Regions from separate parts of the Sus scrofa genome. Here region 1 is linked to region 2. A link is a contact called in public HiChIP or PLAC-seq data. All regions are on one chromosome and are shown on one strand. The core of a region is the stretch at or near the end of the contact, and the rest is flanking DNA. Distances in the headings are between cores, read along the strand shown.

Region 1 (4,813 bases), core at 250-2,749, 200 kb before region 2:
AGCAAAACAAAACAAAAAACTGATTTTTTTTCATGTAGATTCAAAGGTTTAAAATATAGTACTGTATTTATATTTTTTTAAATGTTCATTCTGTCCCTATTTTTCATGTGAACTCTTCTAAATGACTCTTTATTGGAATTAGTTATAGGTTTTTAGTAGTCCTGTGTCTTAGTTCTTACTTTAATCTGGCTTCATAGTTTTCTTTCTATAATAGAGACCTTTTGAGTTTTGCAAGCTTTGCTATCATTTGTCATTTAGTCATATATTATCACAGAATTGATACATAACTGGGCTAAAATATATAATTTTCATTACTTGTACATGTTCTGTTCCTTGACTTCTATTTTGTATTCAATTTCTTGATAACTGCTTGAATTCTGTGACTTATTTTTGATTTTCATTCTTTTAATGATTTAAATTGGTACTTTTAAAATCTATGTTCCTTTTTGATACATTTAAAGAAATCTCATGCCCTTGTTTTTTTTGTTTTGTTTTGTTTTTTTCAAACATAAAAAGAAAAAACATATTGACAGAGGTCTGCTTTTTTAACTTTACTATCTTTACCCCATTCTGATACCACTCTTCTGCCAAAGGCTAATTTTAATATTGCTTTCAGTGGGAGGTTGACTTGAAATAATGTTGATGTGGTATAAAATATTTTAACTTGTAATTATAGAATTATAGATAGTCAAATGAGAGCATTTTAAGTTATAAGTTTTAATTAAAAGTTAAATTCAGGTTAAATTAAAAAAATAAATTAACATTTTAATTTAATTAAAAACTAAGTTCAAATTAATTTATAGAATGTTTTTAGAAAGAGGTATATATTTCAGTAGAGGTTGACAGGACCATTTTATTTATTTATTTATCATTTTTATTTACTTATTTTTTATTACTCAGATGAATTTATCACATCTGTAGTTATATAACGATCATAACAATCTGATTTCACAGGATTTCCGTCCCACAAGGACCATTTCAATAAAAACTCATTTTTAGGTTCATGGTCCCTTACTGGAAACTCTAAGGGCCAGCTGTGTTTTAGAATTCAGAAATGTGTTTATTTTTTGGAAAGCTTATAAGATACATTTGCCATATACATGTAATGCTCCTGCAAAGTCAGGGGTAGCATTTCATGGTCAAATACTTCAGTATTTCGGCTGCCGAAGCTATGACTGTTCTTACTCTAGTAGGTAGACTATAAATAGTCTCATGTCAGTTCAGGTCAGATTTTGCTGCCAGTTAGGTTCAGATTAAATGTTGCCATTAACGCATATTAGAAAAATTTTGGTTTTCCGAGGTTTTTTGGTAGATTTTGGAATTGTGGCTTAGGGATCATGGACCTGTATTTACTTTCTTAGCTCTAACATTGGGTTGCTTTTGTTACCTTGAGAAAATGAAACCTGCTTTTCTTTTTTTCTTCTACAGGATATGAGATTAAATCTGTTCTCTCTGGGCCAGTTAATAGAAATTAGGACACCTCTTCACAAAGCTCGATACCTTAGGCAGCTGTCACTGTCACGTGACACTCCCTACACGTCACCGGCTTTATGTTGTGAGTCTGAAGTGCTTCGTGGTAATAAATAGTAAGGAAAAGAGATTTAAAATGTGCGGTATTCCATGTAATACATACCCGGTCTCGTATACAGTGTGATTTCAGGAGGAGCAGCATGTTTTCTGTGGACCGACCTTTCCTATTATCAGTTAATGCGGTAGCTTAAAAAATAATTCTTTCTAGAATGAACACATGCTAATGGTAAAACAAAGATCCAAATGGTACAAAAGTGGTACAGAAGTATAAGTAAAAAGTAGACTCTCTCTCCTGTCCTGTGGTGCCCTTCACTCTACCAGCTTTTGACCACTTGTTTTGTAGCTCTTCTAGGGGATTAGATCCTTTTTAAGTAATTTTTTTCTTTCTTTTCTTTTTTTTTTTTTTTTTTTTTGGTTCAGACTTGCCAGGAGACAGTTTGGGAAATTCTGATTCTAACCCAATTTAGATTAATTTTATGTTCATTGTATATTATACTGTGGAGATGAGTTTTTCTGTTCTGGCTGGCTTGTATACATTGTATTCCTAGAGCTCTTTGTTCAGACTGCATAGTTTTGAGATGTTAAACACACCTTTTGAATATTAATTGTTCCAGATTGAAAGCATCTGAGTATTATCCACACGCAGAAATAGAAATTCAATGAGTTATTGATTTACTTAACAAAAAATAATTTCTCAGAAGTGAAAACCGATACATAGTATTTGACAGTGCACATTTATGTTTCAGGAGCACTTAGTTTTAAGAGGCAGGGTGTTGGCCCATTGGCCAACTCAGTGATTCTCAAGGTAAGCATATGGGTGGTGGGATCTAGGCGGTCCCAGCAGTTATTATCAAGAAACTGTTTATGTTCTTAAATCTGTAATAAATATAAGCGCACACACTATCTATACATGAATGTCCTTTTGGGAAAGTGTCAATTTTTGTTTTGTATGGAATACAGATTGTTTTATTGTTTAGTGAGAGAAACAATGAGATAGAAATTGCTGGGACATTCCAGGAGACTCTCCAAAGAGTGTTAGGAGAAAAAAATTGAGAACTACTTTTCCTAGGTCGTAATGAGGCTGATAGATGTGTACCTTTGTAAACGAGGGCCTATGAAATAAGTATTGGCTGAAATTCAACCCGAGTCATTCGATTTCAGTCATTTGGTCCATCCCTATGTGACACTTTCCCATCCTAGTCATCCCACCCTGCTGTTCCCACACTCACATATACACAGGGTCTGGGCTATTTTCCAGTTTTTTTATCTGGCACCATACATATGGTACAGAAGAAAAACAATAGCCGGGTTGCTTGTTTGCCAGCTTAGAGACTCCTTGTTTTTGCCGAGTGCATATAGGCTGCTTTTTTTGGTTAAGGTCAAGGACGTCTCTCTGTCTTTGTCCTTTTTTGGTGAAGCTTTGTTAGGATTCAACATTCTGCATTGAGCAGGAGGTTCTCCTGACATGGTTGTGACTTGTGGGAGCTGGACTAGAGATTTCTAGGGACTTTATGGCAAAGCTTTGGCTGGTAGAGTGTAAGACCTCTGTCCTTTTAATAGGATTTTGGAGGGACTGGGAGCTAGGGTCTGTGGCATTTACAAGAGCCTCCAGTCATGAAGGGAAATGACTATAAAATATAGTAGAAATAAAACTACTGGAGTTCTCCCTATGGCACAGCAGGATTGGCAGCGTCTTGGGAGTGCCGAGATACAGGTTTGATCCCTGACCCAGCACAGTGGGTTAAGGATCTGGCATTGCCACAGCTGTGGCTTAGGTTGCAACTGTGGCTCAGATCTGATCCCTGGCCCAGGAACTCTATATACCTCGGGGCAGCCAAAAAAGAAAAACTGCTAAGTGGGATTAACATAAAATAATGAGCCAAAGTTTGCTATAAAGTCAGGCAAAGAAAATAGTTTCAAGTTGTAAAAAGCCAATTAGCGCATTAAAGAATAAAAAATATCAAATTAAAAAAAATGGAGCTGATTATCTTAGGCAGTTAGGTAGAGCTTAGAGTAATGGAGTTATCGTCTCTGACGGGAAATAATTCAAGCTAATAAATAAAGGAGTTCCCTGGTGATCTAGTGGTTAAGGATTCTGTGTTCCCACTGCTGTGGCTAAGGTTTGACCTCTGGCCCAGGAACTTCCACATGCCAAGGGCATGCCCCCCCCAAAAAAGTAAATAAAGGCTCTAAACATGGAGAAACTTTCTTCTTTGTTTAAATTTTTGGCTATACCCATGGCATGCAGAAGTTCCTGGGCCAGGGAGTCAACCTGAGTCAGAGCAGTGACACCACCAGATCCTTAACCTGCTGTGCCACCTGGGAATTCCAGAGAAGCTGTATCTTTAGAGTTTATGAAGTCATTACATTTTTTTTTTTTTTGCTATTTCTTGGGCCACTCCCGCGGCATATGGAGGTTCCCAGGCTAGGGGTCCAGTCGGAGCCGTAGCCACCGGCCTACGCCAGAGCCACAGCAACGCGGGATCCGAGCCGCGTCTGCGACCTACACCATAGCTCACAGCAACGCCGGATTGTTAACCCACTGAGCAAGGGCAGGGACCGAACCCGCAACCTCATGGTTCCCAGTCGGATTCGTTAACCACTGCGCCACCACGGGAACTCCTGAAGTCATTACATTTAAACATGGTGAAATATTTGTTATTATGAATTTCAAAAAAAGGTATAAACATATATTGAGTATACTTTGTATACTTTTTAAATGTAGATTCTAAATTTATGTGCATAATTAAGCATTTGAATTTCCTATTTTGTCTTATGTTAGTATTGGTAATTTATGTATTTCAAGGAATTGCCTGTTTCATCAGAATTGTTTAGTGTCTTGGCATAATGTTGTTCATAATATTCACTTATTATTATTTTTATACCTGTAGAATTTGTAGCGATGTCCCTTCCCTCATTTCTGATATTGGTAATTTGTGTTTTCTTTCTTTTATTCTTTACTCTAGCTATCAATTTTATTGATCTTTTCAAAGAACTAGCTTTGAAGTTCATAGATTTTCTTTGTTGTTTTGCTTGGGGTTTGTTTTAGTGGTTGTTGATTTCCAGTTTTTATTATTTCAAATTACTTGCTTTGGATTTAATCGGCTCTTCTTCTGGCTTCTTAGGGATGGAAACCTTTCTTGTTTTCTAGTTGGAGCATTTAACACTATAAATTATCCTCTTAGCACTACTTAGCTATATATAGTAACTACATCTCATTCACTTTTATATATCGTTTTCAAAATATTTTCTAATTTGCTTTGTGATAGCTTCTTTAAATCAT
Region 2 (5,011 bases), core at 683-3,182:
AAACTTAGTTACTGTATTAGTTTCTTTCGTAGAAACGGCTACAGCAAATGACCACAAACTGGGTAGCTTAAAACAATGGAGATTTTGTTCCTTCTCAAGTTCTGGAGGCTAGACATCTGAAATCAAGGTGTCGTCAGGTTGGTTCCAGTGGCTGCTCGCCGTGCTTGGAGTTCCTTAACTTGTCACTGCATAGCTGCCATCTCTGCCTCCTCATTCAGGTGGTCGTCTTCCCTGTGTGTCTCCTCTTCTTCTAAAGACCCCAGCCACTGGATTTGGGCCCACTCTAATCCACCATGTCCTCATCTTAAGCTTATGTTTACAGAGATCCTATTTCCAAATAAGGTCACTTTCTAAGATCACCATTGGGCATGCATTTTGCAGGGGGACACAGTTCAACCTGGTATAATTGCTAAATCAAATGAATTTAAGGTTCACACTGAAGGTAGTAAATAGGATTTCATGAGTCACTGAGGTATAGTGGCCTAAGACTCTGAATTGGGATATGGTATAATAGTGTAGAATATATCTGTACTCATAGCCTCCCCCCCACCCCCCCCCCCAAAAAAAACCTCTCAATACAGTGAAGTTAGATTTTTTTTTTTTCTTTTTTTCTTTCTTTTTTTTTTTTTTTGCTACACTCATGGTACAAGGAAGTTAACAGGGCCAGGGATCCAACAGTGGCCCAAGCCACTGCAGTGACAATGCTGGATCCTTAACCCCCCTCGGCCGCAAGGGAATTCCTCAAACACGTGTTGTAATTGGTTGGCAACGCTCAGCATCTCTTAGAGAATAAAGAGGAAGCAGCTGGGAGAACTATTACTTTCAACCAAAATACTTTCCAAAATGAGAGAATTGATAGTTTAAGTGAAAGTGCCTGAGCTCTAGGAAGAAAGTGAGTTTTTTAAGCCAAGTGGCGGAAACTTGAACTTAGCTGGTTTTAGACTGGAAAGGGTCAAAGAAAAGATAGGTAGATATTCTTGAGACTATAGTGGAGACAGTGACTCAAAAGCATTCGGAAGCCGAGAAATTGAAGTCTGACTGTGACGCTGGAGAGGCAATGGGAAGACCCCACCGGCCTTCTGATGAAAGCTTTCTGATGACTCAGTTTTTATAGGCGTGTTTTTAAAAGATGGAAAATAAGGGTTTGCAAGCAGGGATGAATGCATGTGAGCGTTGTGCTGGGGGAGTAGAACACCAAATACGCTGAGGCTTGCAAAAAAAAGGAGGCAGGTTAAAAGTGTCTTAGAGCTTGGTTTGGTGCAATGAGGTGACTGGGAGAGGAATCATTGCTTCGGACTCTATATAATGCTGACTGATGAAGTGGAAATAAAACTTTTACTGCTTTTGGCTTCTCTGGTAAGAACAAGGATGTTCAACCAAAAGAGTTAAGAGGAATTAAATCCTACAGCAGAGAAAGAATTTGTGACTAGAGTTGCAGAGCCCTGCCTGTGATCTTTGAAGAATTCTGGGGGCCTTCAAGGAGGAGGGTTTAATAATGACAGCCCCTCTTTTCTGCGCAGATTCTGAATTCTTTTTTTTTTTTTTTTTCGTCTTTTTAGGGCCGTACCCACAGCATAAGGAAGTTCCCCAGGCTGGGGGTCCAGTTGGAGCTGGAGCTGCTGGCCTACACCACAGCTACAGCAACACTAGATCCGAGCTGTGTCTGCAACCTACACCACAGCTCACGGCAATGCCAGATCCTTAACCCACTGGGCAAGGCCAGGGGTCAAACCCGCATCCTCATGGATGCTAGTCGGGTTCATAACCCAACAGGCCACAACGGGAACTCCCAGATTCTGAATTCTTAAGACAAAAAGGGAAGGTCTACAGAGGTCCGAATGTCTCTGTGGAGAGAGCGATACTGGAGAAGGTAGGCATCCTAATATGACTCCAAATTTATCCACTAGTAACTGGAGTAGCACAGTCCTCACTGTGGGTTGTCTGCCAAGAAGGAAGGGCAGGAGGCCCAGAGTGTCATGAAAAAGGCGGATGCCCCTCTGTGTGGAGTCTCAGATCAGAAATGGGAAAGAAGGGAACTCTCGTGGCTCAGCAGGTTAAGAACCCGACCAGTATCCATGAAGACTCAGGTTTGATCCCTGGCCTTGCTCAGTGGGTTAAGGGTCTGGTGTTGCCACGAGCTGTGGTTTAGATCACAGACACGCTCGGATCTGGTGTTGCTTTGATCGTGGCACAGGGCTGGCATCTGTAGCTCTGATTCGACCCCTAGCCGGGTAGCTTCCATATGCTGCAGGTTGGCCCTTAAAAAAAGAAGAAAGAAAGAAATGGGAAAGAAGAAGAACCCCTCCCCTAGAAGGAAGTAAAGATAATGGGGAATTTTTTAGAATTTTTTTTGAAAGAAAAGGCAAGTGCCTTAATGATTGATAAACTTGGTGCCTATTCCAAGCAAGATTCTAGACTAAATTATCAAAAACATAGCTTTTGAGCACCTGTGCTGGGATCAAGAATCATAGTTTGTTAACCACCTGAATGAACTTCACTTGTTTTCTTCACTGATTGGTTTTTTAAAATTGGATTATACGAGTGATAAAGTTGTCCTATCTCTATTTTGACAAGTTGTTTACAAGCTGTCTCTTTGTTTCAGACAAGATGGAAAAATAAAGGCTAAAAGCTAAAACAGTTGTCTTGATTAGAAATGATGGACTCTTCCTGGACTGATCAGTTTCATGTTGGAAGGATGTTTTTAGTGGCCTGCTGCTCAATTGTCTTCAGCTCTGTAGTTCAACATTCCCATTAATGGGGAAATACAAACTGGGAATAAATGAAATAAGAGATAGAAAACAACTTGGTGGAGTGACTGTTAATAAGTTAAAATAGATAATAAAGATTCATTCCTCTAATAGGTATTGATGGAGCGTCTGATGTGTGCTAGGCAGATAAAGATAATTGTAAGGTCCTAAGCTTGGATCAAAACATAAATGAATGAAATTTGTAAACCTCACTGCTTAAAAAGTACATGAGGAAGCAAAGTGTATTTTAATATTGTAGATTTTAATTGATAGTAAGCTTAGCATGTCAATTGAGAGTTGTGATCATGGGAGATCTTAGGAACTGTTAAAAGCATGGCCTTAAAAAGAATGGTTGGAAAAAAAATAAAACGAAGTGGAAAAAAAAAAAAAAGGAGTTCCCATCGTGGCACAGCAGAAACGAATCCTACTAGGAACCCTGAGATTTCAGGTTCAATCCCTGGCCTCACTCAGTGGGTTAAGGATCCAGCATTGCCACAGAGCTATGGTCTAGGTCGCAGACATGGCTCAGATCTTAGGTTGCTGTGGCTGTGGCATAGGCCAGCAGCTCTAGCTCCATTTCAACCCCTAGCCTGGGAACCTCCATATGCCTCAGGTGCAGCCCTAAAAAGACCAAAAAAAAAAAAAAGAGTGGTTAGTGACAGCCATGTCTACCCAATATGAGACAACTTTAGAAAATGGCTTTTCTGTTCTGGACTCTGCATTGCGATACTGAATGAGATAAGGAGAGAGAACTGGTCGCGTGTAGCCTGGAGATGAGAGCAAAGGACACTGTTACCATTGTCTGTGGACCTGGGAAGAACCACCCATGGAATAATATGAGCCTCTGTAGAGTGCATTTCTACGCATTTGACATGGATCAACTCTTAAAAATCCTCAACCACCCACTGACGTTAGTATTATTATTATTCAAATTTTGGAGATAAGGAAAGTGAAGCTCAGAAAAGTTAAAGAAGAAAACGTCATACACACCTTCGAAATGGCAGGTCCAGGCTGTCTGCCTCTAGAGCTAAACTTTTGACCAGAATTCTGCTTGCCACTCATGGAAGAGGAATTGAGATTGTTCTCCACGGAACTCACTGATTCAGTGGGTTCAGAGAATATTTTTATATAGCACATTTCCAATAATAACTTCACAGACAAAAATCATACTGTCATTCAAGATTTTTTTTTCTTGCAGATATTTTCCCAATTGCAAAATTCATAATTTTTATTGTAGAAAAACTAGAAAGACTAAACAGAGAATTCACAAGCTCCTATAATCTCACCACTCAAAGATAACCATTATTAACATGTTAGTGTATTTCTCCCAATCATTTAATATTTTTCATAAATATTTTTCAAGGAAAAAATTGACAGTGCTTGCTTGAACTCAATTAAGATTCTCTTCACAGAAAAAAAATTTGTTGTTTTTTTTACTTTGATAAATTCCAAATGTTCCTTTTCTTGGCTAGGTTTCTGCCTCAATGCTCAAGCAGTTTCCCAACAGTGGCCTGAATCCAGGTCTTTTCAACGTGGGGCCCCAGTTATCTCCTCAACAAATTGCCATGCTGAGCCAGCTTCCACAAATTCCCCAGTTTCAGTTGGTAAGTAGCAGATTTTTCCTCCTAGAGCTGCAGAGATTATTTGCCCCTGTCCCCTTTAGCTTTTTATTTGCTTCATTTTCATGCAAACTATTGACTGGGCTTAAGGGTAGATAATGTCAGCTCAATTGGAGGTAAATGTGACTGGGAGACCAGGAACTTGGTGGTATTTCCCTCATGGATGTGATTCAGTGACACAAACCCCTCCCCTTTTCTCAGGAAGTCCACCTTAAGAAACCCTGGTCGTCTCTTTCTCCCTGTTTTGTAGGCATGTCAGCTTCTCCTGCAGCAGCAGCAGCAGCAGCAGTTGTTACAGAACCAGAGAAAGCTTTCTCAAGCCGTGCGTCAGCAGCAAGAGCAGCAGGTATGTGGTGCTGGGAGGTCCCTCTAGTGCCCTGTGTGCGTCTCAGCCAAACCTCTGATAGCAAAAACCAATGGAATGTGAAGTTCAGGATGTTGGCTTATCTTGTGTTCGTTTCTGCCTGGGCCTCCTTACCCCCAGCTGGCTCGAATGGTCAGTGCACTGCAGCAGCAGCAGCAGCAGCAGCAGAGGCAACCAAGCATGAAGCACTCACCATCTCATCCCGTTGGGCCCAAGCCGCATCTGGACAACATGGTACCCAACGCTCTGAATGTGGGGCTCCCAGACCTTCAAACCAAAGG

Evidence for each region. HiChIP or PLAC-seq counts read pairs in DNA pulled down with a chosen protein or histone mark.
Region 1: an H3K27ac HiChIP or PLAC-seq map of skeletal muscle shows a contact between it and region 2. The contact joins two enhancer-like sites. A contact is called at or near these places in 1 of 47 Hi-C or Micro-C datasets (liver) and 1 of 2 datasets of contacts at active chromatin or transcription factors (skeletal muscle).

Annotation. Positions count from the first base shown.
Region 1 is chr5:8,286,042-8,290,854 of Sscrofa11.1, reverse strand. All of the region lies in intron 1 of TNRC6B (trinucleotide repeat-containing gene 6B protein), which reads left to right. Among named protein-coding and RNA genes, the nearest start is that of TNRC6B, 23 kb to the left of the region's middle. Within about 2 kb of position 1,499, at least 1 of the 83 cell types and tissues checked has an H3K27ac peak or open chromatin away from gene starts, as enhancers often do. A contact at or near this core is called in skeletal muscle, where this site is marked.
Region 2 is chr5:8,086,867-8,091,877 of Sscrofa11.1, reverse strand. It overlaps TNRC6B (trinucleotide repeat-containing gene 6B protein), which reads left to right. Exons shown (of 26, transcript XM_021092847.1): 16 at 4,220-4,351; 17 at 4,617-4,712; 18 at 4,851-5,011. Among named protein-coding and RNA genes, the nearest start is that of ADSL, 44 kb to the right of the region's middle. Within about 2 kb of position 1,932, at least 2 of the 83 cell types and tissues checked have an H3K27ac peak or open chromatin away from gene starts, as enhancers often do. A contact at or near this core is called in skeletal muscle, where this site is marked.